Linked DNA regions of Hordeum vulgare: region 2 is linked to region 1. Evidence: chromatin contacts called from public Hi-C data. All regions are on one chromosome and are shown on one strand. Each heading gives the region's core, a stretch centred on a gene start, on an enhancer-like site or on the middle of the called end of the contact. The rest is flanking DNA. Distances are from core to core; before and after follow the strand shown.

Region 1 (4,237 bases), core at 801-3,300:
TACGACAACTGAAGAAGGTGGACTTCCAAATTTTGGAGGATAAGGTGGCTGCTAAGCTCACTCCTTGGGATTGTGGCAACATCACTTCCATTGGGCGCACAACTCTAGTCAAATGGGTGCTCTCGTCCCAAGTGCTATACTACATCACGACTCTCAACGTTCCCAAGAGCATCCTCCACGACACCAACAAATTGGAAAGAGTTTTCCTTTGGGATGGCTCTGACAAGACAACAGGGGTAAAATGCAAAGTCAACTGGGACTTGGTATGCAGGCCATACGAGCGTGGAGGGCTTGGTGTGCTTAACACAAAAAAGTTCGCGCGAGCTTTCCGGCTCAGATGGCCATGGTTCGAATGGAAAGAGCCATCCAAACTATGGGTTGGCATGGATAACCCCTGCGACAACATTGACCTCAATCTCTTCTACGCTTCCACCACCATCACCATGGGTAATGGCACAAGAACTCCTTTTTGGGACGCTCCATGGATTAATAACCAAAAACCCAAGGATTTAGCTCCACTCATTTTCGAGGCTTCTATGCGCAAAAATTGGAAGGTGAGAGAGGCCCTCAATAATGGGGCATGGGTTGCCAAGGTCAAAGTTTCCGCAAACTTCACCATGGAGCATATTTGACAATTTGTGACCCTTTGGTCCACCATCCAAGGCCTTCACCTCGATGAGCATGCAGAAGACCATATCCTGTGGAGGCACACGAGAAGAGGGCAATACTCCGCGGACTCCGCCTACAAGGCCCAATTCCTGGGTACGGTCTACTCTGCAATGGAGCAAATGATATGGAAAGTGTGAGCCCCTCCCAAGGACAAGTTTTTCTCCTGGCTGGCTACACAAGACCGTATTTGGACCGCCGACCGACTAGCCAAGCGAGGATGGCCGAACTGTAACCTCTGCCCACTCTACAAGCAAGTAGAGGAGTCCGATCCCCATATGTTCTATAAGTGCCGGTTCACACTCCGTCTTTGGAGCATGGTGAACGACTGGCTCCACTTGATTGACTTTAATAATTCAGGTTGGCATCTTGAGAATTCAGTTAGTGATTGATAGGTCTAGAAATCCGATGACAGCAAGCCCAACAGGAAGGCATTGGCATCCCTTATGATGCTTGTCGAATGGATTCTTTGGAATAAGTGAAACGCGTGCGTCTTTCATCACAAGAATACGCCAACAACAATCTTGCTCAACAACATCAAAAGCAAAACAGTTGGGCATCATCATACCGGGAAAGTGAGCTCTATGTAGTGTGGGGTTTGTAATAAAAATTCTATTCTCCTCTTATTTAATATATGAGACAAATCTTTTGCCCCCGTTTAAAAAAAAACCATCCCTAGTTCAACCAATCCTAGTTCTGAGGATCTTGGAGCCGAGATCACCACGGCGAAACTCACGAAACCCCGCATGTACATGACTAACATCAGATCAGCGATGAACTGATCAGGATGCCATGACAAGCACATGAGGTCAGGAGAAAGTGAAGGGAATAAAGAGGATGTGGACAAAACTGATGGGAGCAGTGCGTGAGCGCAAATCTTCTCGCTCGATTTCCAGTGCCGCGGCGTCCTGTGGTGGCGACAACCAGCTCGTGATCCTGCAACGTTTGCACATGCAAACAGTGACCACACGCGCGTGACCACGTCAATATTGTCAGCATGGAGACTTGCCTCGGGATCGGCAAGTAATTGAATCTTAGATCAGGCCAACGGCAGTCCTGATCAAGCACAACCAACAGTCCAACAGCCAGTTGTTATTTTTATTGTTTTCGCATTGATGATGCGTTGCATGGACCTGGTAAGCAGCCACAGACGTAATGCTGCAAACAACATCTGCAAGTAACCAAGAGTGCTAACTACACAAAGTTAATCTTACAAGCGAATTAGAGAAGATTAGTCACCAGGATGCTTGCCAATTTAGGCACGAAGGCTTTCAAAAAAAAAAAGTTAGGCACGAAGGCACCTGGCACGTTAGCCTTCACCGGAATGTATATTTGGAGCTCCCTCCTATTTGTCGCAGGCGTGCGTCAAACTGGCGCACTTTCGCGCAGAGCCTCCGACCGACTAGGCCGGTCCATGTAGCTATCCTCTGTGATGTAGCTAAACTGCACTGCAGTAGACCTGGTACTCTAGCAAACAGGAGGCCGTACCGTTTCGAATTCGGTTTTTTGAAAATTCACGATTTTATTTCTAAAATTGAATGCTAGTGGGCTCATTTTTTTTTTTAAAAAGTGTACACTTTTTGAAATTTCAAACTTTTATTAACATGCTAATTTCAAAAAATAAGAAATGTGAATATTTTCACAAACACAACTTGTTTTTGAAATGATGTATAGTTTTTAAAACGTGAATATAAAAATTGAGATAAATTTTTGAAAAATCCCAAACATTTTCTGAAACACAAATTTTTTTAATCTGTGATTGTATTTCAAACACGAATACTTTAACATTCCAAACTATTTTTAAAATTTACGAACATCTTTCTAAAAAAGGAAAAAAATGGAAATGAAAGGGAAAAATAAAAACGAAAGAAAATACAGTAAAACAATCTAGAGAAAAAACCAATATGAGTGAGCCGAAATCTTCAATGTGGCCAAAACCAAATAAGGAGTTGCCTAGCTAATGGGCCGACCCGTTTCAATTGTCTTGTGTGATTTGCGCGCCTTAAATTGGAACGATGATCCATAGATAGTCATCTAGTGCACAAGCACCGAAGTCACTAATTAAGGCGCAAGTACCGTCAGAGACGAGCAAGACGCTTGGAAATCGCTATGAAAGACACATGTTTGGGCGAATGCACGGTTGTTTCTATGGAGGTTGTCAACACATTCACTCACAACGGAAGATGTTAGGGCCTACAAACACGTGAAAGACAATGGTTTGTGCGGACTATGCGATGTGCTCGACTCCTGGAGACACTTATTGATAGTTTGCACAAAGTCAGGATGTACTTGGGCTATTGTCGACCAGGACTTGACTCAAATTCTGGCAACTACCTATGAACCAAGTGCTAAGCAATGCTTATTTACACTTATGAAATCATTATCACATGTACATTTTGCGAATCTTTGGTTACTCTTTAAGGCATGTGGTGTGCTAGACGCAAGGCCATCCGTGAGGGCATATTTCTAACACTGCAAGCAAACTATAATTTATAAAAGAGGTTCATTGATGAACTAGATATGGTTAGAGAAACTCGTCCACATATAATTGAGAGGCCATCAAATCTTTCTCAAGTTAGGCGCCAACGGCCTAAGGCACCACCACTACGTTACGCCAAAGTTCATGTTGATGCTCGGTGCGACCGTGAAGGGGCGGTTCCATGGCAGCGGTATGCGGAGCCAAAGAAGAAATTTTTTGAACAACTCTTCACTCGTGATACAAGGAGTGCATAATCCAACGAGCCTCGAGGCCATTGCGTGTAGGAGCTATCACCATTGCTAGAGATTTGCATCTTCAACATTTTGCCATCGCTTCTTACTCCAAACTAGTGGTAGGAGATATCAACAAAGGTGCCCTAGGAAGCTACAATGCCATCATTAGCGAAACTAATCTTATAGCACTTTAATTTTAGTGTAATTTTACTTTTGAAAGTCGTGCGATCAATTTCGACACACATAGTCTAGCCAAGTTTCCTCCATCTCTGAGTGAGGGACGTCATGTGTGGCTTGGATAACTCTATGATCCGAATTGTATCCCACTTATTATGTTCTTTGATGAATAGTACTTGGTTTACCCCTAAAAATAATAATTAATGGGTATCCCTTGCAAAGGTCACTCCCAACTTTTCTAGGTTGCAACAACTCGCGCGCTGCATGGGCACCACTTGTCGCAACGTGAGTGTTTCTCTTTTTCCATAGATTATTCGTTTATTCATAATGTTTTATCTCTCAAACCTTGTCTCCAAATTCCGAACTACTTTCACCATCAGATTTCTCGCATCGAGACCTTCAAAACTAGATCACATGTTAATATATTTTCATGAACTTTCTTTCACAAAAATACCGAAAGAAAAAAAGCGAGTCGAAGGCATGTTTCCTCCCTTCCAAAGAGGCATAGATGTGCCTCCCGCGGAAGCAAATATGTGCGTCCATGCCTATCTCGAAAGAAAGAAATAAAATGCATTTTTTCATTTCTGAGTGGCACAACGAAAGCAAATCTATGCCCCAAAAAAAGTAAATATGTGTCTTCGCGAAAAGCAAATGTGTGCCTCTCACGAAAGAAAAACATATG
Region 2 (4,141 bases), core at 959-3,458, 450 kb before region 1:
CAAAGCAAATAATGCACTCTGCTTCTCAAAGGCTGTGTCATCCTGAAATTTTGTGCATGAATTAGGCAAATACAATGTGGAATAAAAAAAACTCCATAATGCAAAACGTAGTAACTTGCAACCATCTAATAGTCTGATGTGTGCAAGCAATCACAGGGTACAGGGTTAGCTTCAGCGTGTGAGCTTACAAGCAGAAGTCCAGACACAAACATGCAACATATAATAAAGTTCACTCAAACAAGAGCTCTCCTTACACTATAAGTTGGTAATATGATGCAAGAAACCGATGGGAGGGGCCTTACAGGTTGCAAAGCTGGAGGAGCTATAATGTGGCTTACTGGAGATGCCCTAGCTGACCCCCTAACTCAGAACTATGAAATGGGAAGAAACAAATGTTTCATCTAGTAATGAAAGGTGAATCTGAGCATGTGTCTTCTGTGATAATGCACGTTCAATCAAATCTGAATTGGGGGATTCTTGTTTTTCATTACCTCTCCCCTCTCTCTTCCATCAGTGCCTTCCAAATCCATTACAAGGGTGCATGGTTCAATATTATGGGCCTTCGCCATCCATATACCTTTGGTTGTCTGTGACCTGAAGTACCAAATAAACGCTAGTTAAATGGGCACAGAGGATAAATTAATTCCAGCAAGGTGCGAAAGCATATATAGAGAAAAGCATATAAGAAGAATGACAACACACCTTCCTCTGAAAGCATCCATCTCCCTAAAATTGGTGCGGAAAAGATGATTCAGAAGTGTACTTTTTCCTGCAAAAGATTGGGATGGGGCGGGAGTAAGGGATTGAAGACCAATGGTATAACATCTAACGGCTTAAAGTTAACAGGATGGAAAAAATGAGGAAAAGAGTGTCGCATACCACTACTCTGCGGGCCCATTATTGATACAACAGCATATGAGAGCCCGCATTCGGCCAATTTAACTTCCTTCAGGAAACTCTCCAATCCAGAAACATTGAAAACACCATCTCCATCAATAAGCTGCGTAGAAAGACAGGGGTCCTCCATTTCTGCAAGAGAGGAAACGCATGAGACAATATCACATTTAAGCTGGGAATGGGACACCAAGAAGTGATGAGTGATTTTCAACCCATAGAGCCTTCAAATTTTGAAAGAGAAAGAAAAAAGAACAGATGGGATAAATAAGACACGCAGATCCGAGCGCAAGCCTTCAATAATGCCGTTTCTTGAGCATTATACGCAAAAACAATGTCAAGAAGAGAAGTGTAGTAATATTTTTAAATTATCAGGTGATGATTACTCCATTAAGCCTGTGAAAAGAGCGGGAGCATTAAATGGGGAGAGAGAGGTATAGGCAGTCGAATGTTACTAGTGTACTGAGGGAGCAAATTGATGGATGCATGCGCTCATACGGCTTTCCTCTGGGTCAAACTACGATTCACTACTACAATTATTACTACAGATCGCAGACCGTACAAGCTCGCATGCAACCCAGCCAGGGATGCTGCATGTTACGCGGATCAAACAATCCTCCTTTATACACCAAGGAGAGTTCTACGGCAACTTACAGTGACAGTGCTGCCGCAAGTATCCTTAACCCTAGCGAGATCGTACGGCCGGAGAGATCACGAGATCAAGGGGAAGAAAGCTAAAAAAAGGCGGGGCCTTTCGAGACGATCCAGCGGGAGGCGATCCAAGCACGCGCCCCGAACTCCAGGCGAATCGAGCGCCGCGGGTCGGAATCGCCCAAACCAACAGCCATAAACCCCCAAAACCGAACGGGAACCAGCTGAATCTAGCGGTCCGGCGCCACCGACGAGGATTGGAGCAGCTCCCCGCATCGATCTGGTCGCCTATTCGCCAGGAATCACCGCACACCACGAGGAGCAACAAAAAAAGCAAGGGGGGGTATCGAAATCCGGGACCCTGGGACAAGGTCAGGGAGCGATCCGAGAAGCGTTGATCGGATCAGAGAGAGGGGGGGGATACGCACCGTGGAGATTGCGCTGGAGGGCCCCCGTACGGCGGTCGGCGTCGGCGTCGGCGGCGAAGGATGGGGGGAGCGGGACGAAAGGGGGTGGGGGGGGTGGGGGCGAGGAGGAAGAGAGAGGAGGAGCACGAAGGCGTGGCTTTTATGGGGAGGTTGGTAATTTGTGAATTTCGAAAGGAGGAGAGGAGTAAATACGAACGAGAAAGCACAAGGGGAGAAAGAAAGGGAAAATATTCGGACTCGGTGAGGGTATCGCCCGAGGCCGACACGACGCATATACTGGTACTTTGTATAGCCATGCATACAGTATGATCTTATTATACTCGTATACACACACGTATATAAAAATCCAACAGCCATGGATGGTCGGAATTCTAAAAATTGTTTGCGTCATCAAATCTGGGTCTTTGGGTGCCGAAAGGTGGCCGTCCATGCCAACCCGAGCGGCCATGTCACGCTGCGCCGCTCACACAAGCTGTGATAAAGGAGTATTTCGCTAGAGCATTTAGAGCGACTCTAGACCCCGTATAATGGTTCAAACTGTAAAATTTCGACGATTATACGGATTTGGACTATTTTTCCTATCACATCAGAAACTGTAAACGCGGCCCGGTCCGTAAAACTTTTGCGGTGGCCCGTAAACGCGAGCGCTCGAACAGTATATCTACGGGTTTGACTGCTGGATGCGGGTCGAAATCCTATCCCTCCGCCGCCGCGAAAAGTCCCCCCACCTCACCGTCGGCGCTTCCAATCCGCCGCCGCGCACCTCCATTCCGCCGCGTAGCAGCTCCATTCCACGCCCTTTGATGGCCAACTCCGGTAGTTGTAGGAACGACGACCCCGAGAGGGTTCATTGCGTCAGATCCGACGTCGCCTGTAAGCGCGCCGCCCGCCGGTACACGCAGTGGGGCCAGACGCCGCCGCCGTCGCTCCTCCGTGCGAGACAGAGGAGTACGACCGCGCGCGCGGCCGCCTCTTCTCCGGCAGCTCCTTCAAGGCATCGAGCTCACGCTCGTGCTCCTCCCTCCCCCGGTTCTATTCTGTTCTGCAGCGCAACATTTTGTCCCGCAAAACCCCACTTCGTCGAACTGTAAAACGCGTTTGCACGTCGCAATTATACAGGGTTTGCTAGAGTTGCTCTAGAGCATCTTCAATAGGCACCCAAAAACTGCTATGTGCGTTCAAAAATTCGTTTTTTGACGTCGAACAACTCCAACAGACGGTGCAAAACAGTGCACGCTGAAAAGGACGTGGATGTCGCCTAGAGGGGGGGTGAATAGGCGCTTTAAAATAGTTAAGGTTTAGGCTTGAACAAATGCGGAATAAAACTAACGTTTAATATGTCAAGCACAAAACCTACAAACAACTAGGCTCACCTATGTGCACCAACAACTTATGCTAAGCAAGATAAACAACTAAGTGATAGCAAGATATATTACAATAAACAATATGTCTATCACAAAGTAAAGTGCATAAGTAAAGGGTTCGGGTAAGAGATAACCGACGCACGGGGAGACGATGATGTATCCCGAAGTTCACACCCTTGCGGATGCTAATCTCCGTTAGAGCGGTGTGGAGGCACAATGCTCCCCAAGATGCCACTAAGGCCACCGTAATCTCCTCACGCCCTCGCACAATGCAAGATGACGTGATTCCACTAAGGGACCCTTGAGGGAGGTCACCGAACCCGTACAAATGGCAACCCTTGGGGGCGGTCACCGAACCCGTACACGTGGCAACCCTTGGGGGCGGTCACCGAACCCGTACACGTGGCAACCCTTGGGGGCGGTTACCGGTACCCGTACAAATTGCTCGGGGCAATCTCCACAACCTAATTGGAGACCCCAACGCTTCCCGGAGCTTCACACCACAATGATTGAGCTCCGAGACACCACCAAGCTTCTAGGACGCCAAAGCATCCACGAAGAACAATATCAAGGGTACTAAGTACCAAAGGTAGTAAGCTTCTCAACTTCTCACTTCCACGTATCACCGTGGAGAACTCAAACCGATGCAACTAATGCAATGGCAAGAACACACGAAGTGGTCAAGTCCCTCACACTCAAGTCCCTCCACAACAACAAAAGCTATGGAGAAATATGAGAGGAAGAACAAGGAGCTCACAAAGAACTCCAAGATCAAGATCCAAGGGGTTCCCCTCACATAGAGGA

Evidence for each region. Hi-C and Micro-C count contacts between places; a contact is called where the count stands out from the background.
Region 2: a contact with region 1 is called in a Hi-C map of leaf, with 4 times the contacts expected there. The contact joins the promoter of LOC123443749 here to the enhancer-like site in region 1. A contact is called at or near these places in 3 of 6 Hi-C or Micro-C datasets (leaf and seedling) and 1 of 1 datasets of contacts at active chromatin or transcription factors (embryo).

Annotation. Positions count from the first base shown.
Region 1 is chr3H:325,945,279-325,949,515 of MorexV3_pseudomolecules_assembly, reverse strand. It overlaps the pseudogene LOC123441735. Among protein-coding and RNA genes, the nearest start is that of LOC123441736, 35 kb to the left of the region's middle. Within about 2 kb of position 2,050, at least 2 of the 3 cell types and tissues checked have open chromatin away from gene starts, as enhancers often do. A contact at or near this core is called in leaf, where this site is marked.
Region 2 is chr3H:326,395,768-326,399,908 of MorexV3_pseudomolecules_assembly, reverse strand. It overlaps LOC123443749 (protein ROOT HAIR DEFECTIVE 3), which reads right to left and starts at 2,208. Exons shown (of 23, transcript XM_045120271.1): 1 at 1,974-2,208; 2 at 880-1,029; 3 at 703-769; 4 at 492-594; 5 at 1-42. The coding sequence starts at 1,027.